2 separate regions of the Lactuca sativa genome follow, and region 2 is linked to region 1. Evidence: chromatin contacts called from public Hi-C data. All regions are on one chromosome and are shown on one strand. Each heading gives the region's core, a stretch centred on a gene start, on an enhancer-like site or on the middle of the called end of the contact. The rest is flanking DNA. Distances are from core to core; before and after follow the strand shown. Region 1 holds the start of LOC111905165 (probable glucan endo-1,3-beta-glucosidase A6). Region 2 holds the start of LOC111905144 (receptor-like kinase TMK4).

The links. Hi-C and Micro-C count contacts between places; a contact is called where the count stands out from the background.
Region 2: a contact with region 1 is called in a Hi-C map of leaf, with 7 times the contacts expected there. The contact joins the promoter of LOC111905144 here to the promoter of LOC111905165 in region 1. A contact is called at or near these places in 2 of 4 Hi-C or Micro-C datasets (both in leaf).

Annotation. Positions count from the first base shown.
Region 1 is chr2:119,048,639-119,054,563 of Lsat_Salinas_v11, reverse strand. LOC111905165 (probable glucan endo-1,3-beta-glucosidase A6) reads left to right here and starts at 2,805. Exons shown (of 1, transcript XM_023900835.2): 1 at 2,805-3,875. The coding sequence starts at 2,805. The coding sequence ends at 3,875. LOC111905166 (protein RALF-like 32) reads left to right here and starts at 5,742. Exons shown (of 1, transcript XM_023900836.3): 1 at 5,742-5,925. The coding sequence starts at 5,786.
Region 2 is chr2:119,292,003-119,297,927 of Lsat_Salinas_v11, reverse strand. It overlaps LOC111905144 (receptor-like kinase TMK4), which reads left to right and starts at 2,657. Exons shown (of 2, transcript XM_023900816.3): 1 at 2,657-5,051; 2 at 5,812-5,925. The coding sequence starts at 2,777.

The sequences.
Region 1 (5,925 bases), core at 1,556-4,055:
GTGACTGTTGGAGATGATGGGGAATGCCTAGGATATTGCCTGTGGTGATGCGTCCGCAAAGCACAGAGCAGCAGAGAAGCCAAAAGGCAAAGCTATGGCAGAGAGAAAACCGACGAAGTGGTGGCTATGGCAGAGAGATTCCATGAAGGATGGAATAAGAGAAATATGATGAATCGATTAGGTGAAAGGTAATTGGATGTGGGAGGCGGTGAGAAGATGAGGAAGATAGATGAAGAACACGCATTAAAGTGATGGACAGAGGAAACACAACATGTGTTTAAACAATAATCCAGAGATCGATCATATAGAGAAAAATAATTGCATAAATGGATAAAAAAAAATTAGAAGTGGTCCAATAGAAACAAAAGGTGGTTCTAAATTAATCTTTATATATAACATGGTGCACTATATATGACATATCTTGAACCATATTCACTTAAAATACTTGTTTTATGAAATTTACAAAAATGACTGGTAATCATTTAAAATCATATAACTTTTTTTTAAAAGCCAACACACATGTATAATTATAGGATACTTAAAATTTGGATTCAAACTTGATACTACTAATACAGAACAAAATATATCTTAAGTACTCTTTTTTCTTTATGAACAATAGAGGTTTTGGGTCTTTATCTTTAAAATATTTTGTTTAAACCTGAAAATTGAAAACCCATAGGTTGGAAAAAAGTTGTTTTCAAACCGAAAACCCAAAAAGTACAAACCAAAAGAAGAACAGCAAACCCGAAAATATTGAAATCGGAGGATTTAACAAACTATAAAAACCGAACTTTCCAACTTGAATGTCATTTTACCCAAATCAAGTCATTCATATCTCCATTTCATAACATAAAATTAAAGGTTTCGTCTAGAGGTGCACAAAAATTGTCAAGTATCAGAAACATCTAAGGAATATAGCAATACACATACAAGGAAAATGTTTTGAATAGAATTAAACTATATATGTATAATTAAAGAAAACAAAATAATTAAATGAAAATTTCTCACTTACCCATCAAAAATATTTTGTTACGGTTTATTATATAAAAAGTCATATTACTATATAGCTAACAATAAAAATAAGTTATCAACATATTGTTTATATTATAGTTTGAGATCTATCATTACTTAACAATCTTATAATTTAAAGATAGCAGCTTATCTATAAAATGAGTTGTGGTATTAATAGTCTTTGAGACTTGACATTCTATTTTTTTAGGACCTGTCTCAAAACGATTTAGGTTTGGATTGGTCTTAGAAGTCAGAACAATCTAATTTTGGACCGGTCTCAGAGCATTTTGGTATTTTGTTGGACTTGTATCAGATGGTTTTTTTCAGTCAGGTATTTCTTGGATCGATTTTATTTTAGTTCGGATTTGATTTTTTTTAGGACCGATCCAAGACCAATCTATATGTGTAAGTTTCGTCTATGAAGGCATAACGACTTTAAAGGATAATATTGTTTTTGTATTGTACATGTTTTGTCACTATTGTTTTTCTTTTTCAAAATACATCAGTTAACTTGTTGCTTTTGTCCACGTTACGTCCTTATGACATCTTATAGGTTTTCAACCAAAAGATGGATTTTCCGGTGATTGTGGCATCTCCGGCAAGCCTCTGGTCATCTTCTCCGGCAAAATATGATTTTTTCGGCGAACTTCAACTTAATCTTCATATGTTTTCATGAGATTTGTTTAGATTTCTTGTGACTTTATATTAGAAACAAGCTAGAAAATTGGGATCAACAAGAAACAACACACGCGGACCACATAAATCAGCAAGAAACAAGAAACAAGAAACAGGAGCAGACTAAGGTGAAGTCGCGCTGATTAAGGTTAGGTTTCCGGTGAGCATTTTTTATAAGGTGGATCTGTATTGCAATGTGAACAAGAACATAAAGTGTTGTTCGAAAATCAATGATATATATGTTTTCATATGAAGATGAAGATGAAGTTCGCCAGAAAAATCATATATCGCCGGAGAAATGACCGGAGGTTCGTCGGAGATGTTAAAGTTGTCTGAAAATTCGTCTTTTGTCCCGAAACCTACAAGAGAAGAAAACCAACAAATTAACTAAGCGATGTCTATAAACAAGTGCAAAGTAGAAAGTGTAAATTCAGCCCATTTTATAATTAAGTTGAGCCCATTTTGTACTATGGTTATGGTACTTTATCCTGTTCAATGGGCTTTCCGCTCCCTTGAGGCTTGAGCCCTAAGGTCACGTGTTCAATCATTGTATTCAATGTCTTTCATAGATCCTTTACTCTGTTCGTTTGAAGAAAAATAAAATTGATAATAACTAATCTAAGATCGACAACAATCAGTAAAAATTGATGAAATCAATGTTAAAAAATAGACAAAAACAACACTTGAGAAATTCAAAAACACTGATGCTCACACACATGGATAAGCATTATTGCTTACATTCCCTTTTCCTTATAAAAATCCAATAATCACCATATAAAATACTCATCCCAAAAAAGCACCATATGCTTAGATGCATGTTATGCGCATTATTTTAATATCTTTGGAGAGAACACCTTACGTTAGCCTATATTTCATAACCAAGGAACTTAAATGAAATTAACATAACCAAAAGGGTTAAACAAAGCTTCACACATAAATCATAACCTTTGCCTTCTTCACCTTCATATCTATAAACTACAAAAATTCTAACTTCCCACTCCTTTGGATCCTTTAAGCCTTAAAGATTCGTAGGTAGGTCAACAATCCCACACATTCCTCAACCCTATTTCGCTATATATGCCACCTTATATCTCACCCTCACCATTTCATGAAAAAACACAACATTTACCAAAATGACCATTCTACCCCTCACATTCCTCTATCTCCTTGCTTTCTCAAGGGCAATATCGTCAACCAAAATCGGCGTAAACTTCGGCCGAGTAGGTAACAACCTCCCATCACCATCTCGATCCATCGAACTGCTCCAAACCCTAAAAGCGGGTCGGGTCAAACTCTACGATGCCGACCCAGAAATCCTCCGACTACTATCCGGCACGAAACTCGAAGTCATGATAATGGTCACGAACGATGAAATATCCGCCATTGCTAGAAATCAAGAACTTGCAAATCAATGGGTTTTTGAACATGTCATTAACCATTACCCTGAAACCATGATCCGATTTATCCTTGTTGGAAATGAGGTGTTAAGTTTTTCGAGCACCGATCAAGATCGACAAATAATGGACGATCTTGTCCCCGCCATGCAACGGATTCGCGACGCCCTTACAACCGAAGGGATTAGCAATATCCAAATCAGTACCCCTCTCGCTATGGACATCATGGAGAACACATTTCCACCCTCGAGCGGACAATTTAGGGGCGAAATCGTCCACGAAATTGTCCCATTACTTGAGTTTTTACGCGAGTCGAATTCGGTTTTTTTCGTGGATGTTTACCCGTATTTCTCATGGGCGGATAATCCGGCGAGTATAAATCTTGATTATGCTTTACTTGGTGGACATCAAATATATATGGACCCGATGAGTGGGTTGACCTACACGAACCTTTTGGATCAAATGCTTGATTCCGTGGTTTTCGCGATGGCTAAACTGGGCTACAATGATGTGAAGATCGGTGTAGCCGAAACCGGTTGGCCACATGAAGGTGGAATTGGAGCGAATAGAGAGAATGCCGCAATGTATAACCGGAATATTGTAAGAAAAATGACCATGGTCCCACCAAAGGGAACCCCGGCTAGAACCGGAATTGTGATTCCGACTTATATTTTTTCATTGTATGATGAGAATGAAAAGTTTGGTCCGGAATCGGAGAGGCATTGGGGGTTGTTGCATCCGGATGGGAGTCCGGTTTATGAAGTGGACTTGAGTGGAAAGGCGTATAAGAGTTAAGACATGATTGTTGATTCTAAAGGTGTGTAAGGTTTTGGATTCGGAATTGGAATTTGAGATTTTATTTTAAATTGAGGAAATTCAATTCCATCGTATTCTTCAAATTCTATGGTTGATGGATTTTGTCGGACCTAGGGATGGGTGAAAGGATTTCGATTTTCATTCTTCCACCAAAAATCCAAAATACGCTATTTTATATATTTAGAAAATTAATAGTTACACCCCTTGTAATTTCTATTTCGAAAATTGATTCTTACACCATTAAGGTATTAAGGAAATTTTATGAGTGTCATATATCTAAAGGATTAATTTTATAGAATAAAAACGTACTTTTTCATGTCTCACTTAAGCCACTAAAGTGATTATTATACACTATAGAACTTTGTACATTATACTTACAAAAAAGTCTTAGGGTCAATAGTAGATAGTTGTCTAAATCAATTGTATTGAAGTGATAACTACCTCTTATTCGTGTTCACATATTGGCAACTTCTTATTTTTTTGTACATAAGAAAGCAACTAACTTGTTTTAGCTGTGTAACATCCCAAAAATCATGATAAAAAATTTCGTTTTTAATTTAATACTAAAACCATAATTGTCAAACCATTTATTTAATACTCCGGCATCGGGCCTCGCCCGGCATCAGGCCCCGCCTGGCATCGAGCCCCGCTCGGTATACCGATATGTCTCTCTTAGGCCCCGCCCGCTAAACACATACAATCATATAACATGCTAACACATAAAGAAACATACTCTACTGTATCGCTGTCCTAAGTAACATACTCTGCTAATAATGAGATACGGAACTTCGTCCGTACTCAGCTAGTTCCAGCCAGGGCTTCAGCAGTGCAAGGTGAGTCTCCTCACTGTGTGAATGGGTCTAAGGCCACAATGCCAGCCCATGTAGTCTATAAGTAGAAAGTCCCGGGGGTTAGCCCTATGCATTGTATGCTAGTATGTTATTCCAGACCAAGGTCTGATGTCGGGCGGGTGCCCGAGGAATGTTTGCATGTTAGATTATACTTGTTGTCTATGTGATACTTGTATGTGTCTGGTAAAGAGGTGAGTGTGGGCGAGGTCCCGTATCTCATCACTAGTTGAGTACGGACGATGTTCTGTATCTCATTATTAGCAGAGAATGTTTCTTAGGACATGGATACAATAGAGTATGTTTCTTTATGTGTTAGCATGTTATATGATTGTATGTGTTTAGCGGGCGGGGCCTAAGAGAGACAGATATGTATACCGAGCGGGCTCGATGCCAGGCGGGGCCTAATGCCGGAGTATTAAATTAATGGTTTGACAATTATGGTTTTAGTATTAAATTAAAAACGAAATTTTTGGTCATGATTTTTAGGATGTTATATAGTTAAAACAAGTTAGTTGCTTTCTTATGTACAAAAAATAAGAAGTTGCCAATATGTGAACACGGATAAGAGGTAGTTACCCTCCTAAGTCATTTTCCCTTTGAGTCACCGGTTAAAACAGGTATTAGTCGGTAATATTGTTGTAATTTAAACAGTTAAAACAGGTTAGTTGCTTTATTATGTACAAAAAAGAAGAAGTTGCTAATATATGAACACGGATAAGAGGTAGTTACCCTCCTAAGTCATTTTCCCTATTATTTTTCTTCAATTACTTTTTCTTAAATTGCCAATAAAATTATATATTTACATTAGATCTAGTTAAAAAAATTCGTAAACATAGGATCTATGTCACATAAAAAACCTCAAGTGTAGTTTCAAAAGACGCATATAACTTTTTAAGGAAAAAAAAACATAGTGTATGAATTCAAAGTTAGGTGAAGTGGTATCTTTATACCAACATTGTGGCATCCACTTGCAACCATTAATATAAAGTGCATTCAAAGTGGGAAATACAAAAAACTCAAAGAAGTCCCATTACACCAATGGAATCACCAATCCCCATCAAGATTCTTCTCCTCCACCTATCTCTCTTCTCCGCCGCCCTCCACCACCATGTAGATGCAAGTTTCTTGCCGGAAAACACCGCAACACCGCCTCGTTATGGTTCATTAGAAGATTTAGT
Region 2 (5,925 bases), core at 1,408-3,907, 240 kb before region 1:
TAGTGGAGGTGTTGGGACTAGCTACTGGTGGGAGCCGGTAGTCCAGATATTGAAAGGTTGGTAGTGACCAGAGTGGTCTCAGTTCATCCGGAAGGCAGATGAGGAATGGCAGAAATTTCTAGTCAGAAGTAGTGCGGGTAAACGGCTTATGGTGGAATTCAGTTAGTTGAGTCAAGGGGTGCTCGACACCAAGTTATGACAGAGAGGAGTGTCAGTGGTTACTGGCGGTGATGACCCGTACTGGATTTAGCGGGAATAATGGATTGGTGAAGATAGGATCTTCACAGTGACAGAGGAGATAGTTGTTTTTGGAGCATCGCCTTAGGAAGGCAAGGGAATCACATGAGGAAGAAGGGGTGAACCCCTATAGGTTCAGTGCAGTACTCGGGGAGTACTAGAAGGATTGTCGGCGAGTAAGTTGTGTTTCCAAGATGTTCAGGGTCAGGTTCGACCGGAGCTTTTTATCCGCAAGGATTATGTTAGTCAGAATGACCGGGTGGAAGACCAACGAAGGTAGGCAACTGGTGTTGGGATGATTGGTGGGTTATGAAAGCAGATCGCAGGCGGTGGGCCATAGCAAACTTCGAGGACGCAGTTTAGTTTAAGTGGGGGAGAGTTGTAACACCCAAAGTTTTTGAAGGCCAAGAAAGGAATGAAAACCCTAACTTTAAGGGGGACTCGACGAGTCCAAGCGGGATCCGGGTCGAGGAGTAAGTGACCGACTCGGCGAGTTGGCCAAGGAGACTCGACGAGTCAGGTCTGTTCGAGGAAAACCCTAAATTTGGGACTTGGGGCCTATTTAAGCGCCTCATTCTCTCCCTTAGGGTTCCTTTACAGCCCCTCTAACCCAGAACACCAAACCCTAGCCTCCATATCCATTTTTGAGCTAATTATTGTCTTGAGGAGTGCATTAAAGCTTGGAGAAGGAAGAAGGATCTTGAAGGTGCATGGAGGGGGCTATAGATCTGAGATTGGGAAGATATTTCTGAACATCTGAAGGTATTAAGTCGTTTCCCTTCCTTTAGATCTATTTTGGTTGTGAGTTTTGGGGCTTTTAGCCATGAGTAGTGATCCATTTGAGTTGGAAGCCGGATCTGAAGTTGCTACTTCAGATCTAAGTGTATTTTGGTCTTGGAAAGCATAAAGTTTCAGCCCTTGAGTTGATTATGGAGCCTCTTTGCCTTAAACCCTAGTTTATGGTGTATTTTGCCTAGATCTCCTTCTCTACACATAAAGTTTGCAACTTTACGTGAGGAATAGGCTTGGGAAGGGTAGATCTACAGTTTGGAGTCCATGCATGACTCAAAAGTCCTCTGCATGTATAGAGATCTGAATAGAATCGGCGAGCAGCATGAAGATGAGGAGGAACTCGACGAGTGGGATGAACAGCTCGTCGAGTCCGATGAAGTTGGGCAGGAACTCGGCGAGTTGGATGAACAACTTAGCGAGTCTGTTGAAGGTTGTCTTGGACTCGGCGAGTCAGGTTGCGAAACCCCAAACCCTTCGAGTTTAGACTCGAATCAGTGAGTCGATTGGAGACTCGGTGAGTTGGACAGGTCAGGACTCGGAAATCGGTAGGCTCGGTAAGTCATGGACTGACTCGACAAGTCGAGTCGCGAATAGGACTCTGAACATATGAACTCGACGAGTCAATAGGATGACTCGGCGAGTAGGGTTGACATGGAGGATTGAGTTTGACGAGGACTTTGACTTTGACCGGAGTTGACTTGGTTGTCTTTCGGGGGTCGGTTAGACTCAGTGTTGCATTGATATTGGTAGCTCAGGGACCGAGTGGAGCAGGGGTTCAGAGAGTTGCCGTGCAGCAGCTAGTGGGTTCATCAGCCAGTTCAGCCGGTGTAGGTGAGTTTCCCTTTGTGTGAATGGGTCTACGGCCACAATGCCAGCCCATGTAGTTATGAGTAGAAGACCCGGGGGTTAGCCCTAGGCACAGTATGCTAGTATGATATCCGGGACGAGGTCCAAGGATAGAGGGTGGGTGCCCAAGGAATGGTTTATGTGATAGTTTATACTTGTTATCTGTGTGATACTTGTATGTGCCTGGTAGGGAGGTGAGTGTGGGCAAGGTCCCGTATCTCCCCAATAGTAGAATGTGGATGGTGTTCCACATCTCAGTAGCAGCAGATCAGGGGCAAGGCCCAAGTTAGGGAAAGAGTGAGGGTGGGCTGGGCCCGTACCTCACCATCAGCAGGAGTATGGACGGGATTCCATGACTCATCAGTAGCAGGACAAGGGCGGGGCCCAGAGATTGGCAAACACAAAAACATTTTTCAGAATAACTTTTACATTAGCTTCAAAAACATGTTTTAAAAAACATATAAAACTTGGATTTTTTTAACCAAAATTACTTCAAAAATAAGATTTTAAACCAAATACTTTTTAGCTTATCAGGTTTTTTACCATAAACATTTTTTTAAAAATAAATTATTTACCACTTTAAATCAATAAATACTTAAAAACACTATGAGAGTTAAAAAAGAATCCTATAAACACCCCCTAAAACCATTCCAAGATTTGTTTCCGAATAATTAACGGAGGGACCAAATATGAAGGATGCCTAATCTTTGAGGTAATTTTTGAAAATAAGATAGAAAGACAAGTGCGGTCAAAACGGTGAAAAAAAAAGCTGAAACAACGCGTTGGTTTTGGTTCTCTCGGACAAAGAAATAAACAAACGCAGCTGTCTTTTCCCATATATGGTCTCTTCACAGCTTCGGCTTCACCCACCATAACTTCAAGGCTTCCCCAGTCAACAACAATGGCACATGAAGTTGCCAACCACCGTCTCCTCCTCTGTCTCCTCTCCTGTCTCCTCCTCATCCTCTCTTTCTCCACCGCCGATGATGCCGCCGTCATGTCTAAGCTCGCCGCCTCCATCTCTCCCGCCCCATCAAGCTGGACAGGCACTGATTTCTGTTCATGGAATGGAATCAACTGTGACAACTCCAATCCCAAACGTGTCACCGCCATTAATCTCGCTTCCAAATCTCTCACCGGAAACCTCCCTTCCGACCTGAACCAGCTCTCCCAACTCAAAACCCTCGCCCTACAAAGCAACTTCCTCTCCGGCGATTTACCTACCTTAGCGAATCTCACTTTCCTCGAATCAGTGTTCCTTGATGGCAATAACTTCACTTCTATCCCATCGGATTTCTTTCTGGGTCTGACGAATCTACAGAGTTTTAGCATTTCAGACAACTTAGATCTGTCTCCATGGGTTCTTCCCAATCATCTCACGGATAGCAGCAATCTGCAGACGTTTCAGGCGAGTAACGCGAAGATAATGGGATCCATCCCGGACATCTTTGATAGTTTCCCTAATTTGCAGAACCTCCGGCTGTCTTACAACAATCTCACCGGAAACCTACCGAAGACTTTTGGGGGTTCCGAAATCCAGAATCTATGGCTCAACAATCAAGAAAGTGGACTTTCTGGTACCCTTGATGTGCTTTCTTCAATGACACAACTTTCTCAAGTATGGCTACAAGCTAACGCATTCACCGGTGCTATTCCGGATCTCTCGAAATGCACTAATCTGAACGATTTACAACTCCGGGATAATCAGTTCACCGGAATCGTTCCTCCGTCGCTGATGTCTCTTCCCCAATTATCAAAGATTTCTCTACGAAACAACAAGTTGCAAGGTCCATTGCCTGTGTTTGGCTCTAATGTCACCTCCGATATCACTTCCAATAGCTTCTGTTCACCTAATCCGGGACCATGTGATCCACAAGTAACGGCGCTCCTCGAGGTCGCCGGAGCAGTTGGATATCCGATGTCGTTAGCGGAATCTTGGCAAGGAAACAACGCCTGCGACAGCTGGAGCTTCGTTAGCTGTGATTCTTCCGGGAAGAATGTCACCTCCGTGAGCTTATCGAGGCAGAAGCTCTCAGGTACGATTTCACCGGCGTTCGCAAATTTGACCTCGTTAAGAAGTTTATCATTAAACGATAACAATCTCGTTGGCATTATTCCTTCAAACTTAACATCCTTGCCGAATCTTCAACTTCTTGATCTATCCAACAACAATCTCTCCGGTGCTATACCATCGTTCCCACAAAACGGAATAAAGTTTTCACATGATGGCAATCCATTATTAGGTCAAGACGTTCCAATTGGACCTCCGGGCCCACCTGGATCTACACCGAGCTCCACCGATCCCGGTAAAAACCCATCTGGCTCCTCAAAAGGGTCACCCGTCTCCGGTGGTATGATCGCCGGAATCGTCATCGGCGTTCTTGTTTTTCTCGCAATCGTGTTCTTTGTTTTCTTCAAGTGTTGTGCGAAGAAGAAACACCAAAAGTTCGGTCGTGTTGAGAACCCAGAAATCGGTCAAGAACTGATGAAACCAAGCGTCATCGGAACCAGTTCAAACGGATTCAATGGCGGATTTAGCGAGTTGCAGAGCCAGAGCTCCGGCGACCATAGTGAAATGCATGTTTTCGAAGGGGGTAATGTCGTAATTTCAATTCAAGTTCTCCGACAAGTCACGAACAATTTCAGTGAAGATAACATACTAGGAAGAGGTGGATTTGGGGTCGTTTACAAAGGGGAATTACACGATGGAACAAAAATTGCAGTCAAAAGAATGGAATCGGGTGTCATGGGAACAAAAGGGTTAAACGAATTTCAAGCTGAAATTGCGGTTCTCACTAAGGTTAGACATAGACATTTAGTGGCACTTCTTGGGTATTGTATCAATGGAAATGAGCGACTTTTGGTGTATGAGTATATGCCACAAGGGACTTTAAGTCAACATTTGTTTGAATGGAGTGAACATAAGACACCTCCACTTAGTTGGAAACAAAGGGTTTCGATTGCTTTAGATGTGGGAAGAGGGGTTGAGTATTTGCATAGTTTGGCACAACAAAGTTTTATTCATAGAGATTTGAAACCTTCAAATATTCTTCTTGGTGATGATATGAGGGCTAAAGTTGCGGATTTTGGTTTGGTTAAGAATGCACCGGATGGGAAGTATTCGGTTGAGACACGACTTGCGGGGACTTTCGGTTATCTTGCACCCGAGTATGCTGGTGAGTACTAAATTTTTTTTTTTTATATATATAATTTGTTTCAAGATTATTAATCTTATGTTTATGCAAAAAAGGGTTGTTTTTCTAGCAACCCTACAACCCTAAATGCAAAAGGTGTTGATGCAAGTTGCAACTAAAAAGGCAAACTTTTTTACACATTTGGTTTGGAGATTAGTATAATCTTTAGTGTTAGATGCAAGTTGCAACTAAAAAGAGTGTCTTTTTACACATTTTGTTTCAAGATTAGTAATCTTTAATGTTCTATGCAATGCAAGCTAAGAAGACAAGTTTTCTACACATTTTGTTTTAAGGGTAGTAACCTTTAGTTTTTTATGCAACTAAAAAGACAACCTTTACCTTTTACACGTTTTGTTTCAAGATTAGTCATCTTGAATGTTCCATGCAACTAAAGAGACAATCTTTTTACATTTTCATTTCAAGATTGGTAATCTTTAATGTTCCATGAAACTAAAAAGACCATCTTTTTACACTTTCGTTTCAAGATTAGTAATCTTTAATTTTCCATGCAACTAAAAAGACAATCCTTTTACACCTTTCTTTTCAAGATTAGTAATTTAATTAATATTTTCTTATAAAAAGGTTGTTTTTAAAAGCACACATTGTCCCATGGCCTACTAGTGGCTGGCACCCTTGTGCTAATCTTTATTGTTCTAACAAAAATATGATATTTTTAAACATTTCACTTCAAGATTTGCGATATTCAATGCTAATTTTTGTCAAATTTTCATGATCAAAATAGCAACCGGAAGAGTGACAACAAAGGTCGATGTTTTCGCATTCGGCGTGGTGTTAATGGAGTTGATAACGGGCCGAAAAGCCCTAGACGAAACAATGCCTGACGAGCGGTGTCATT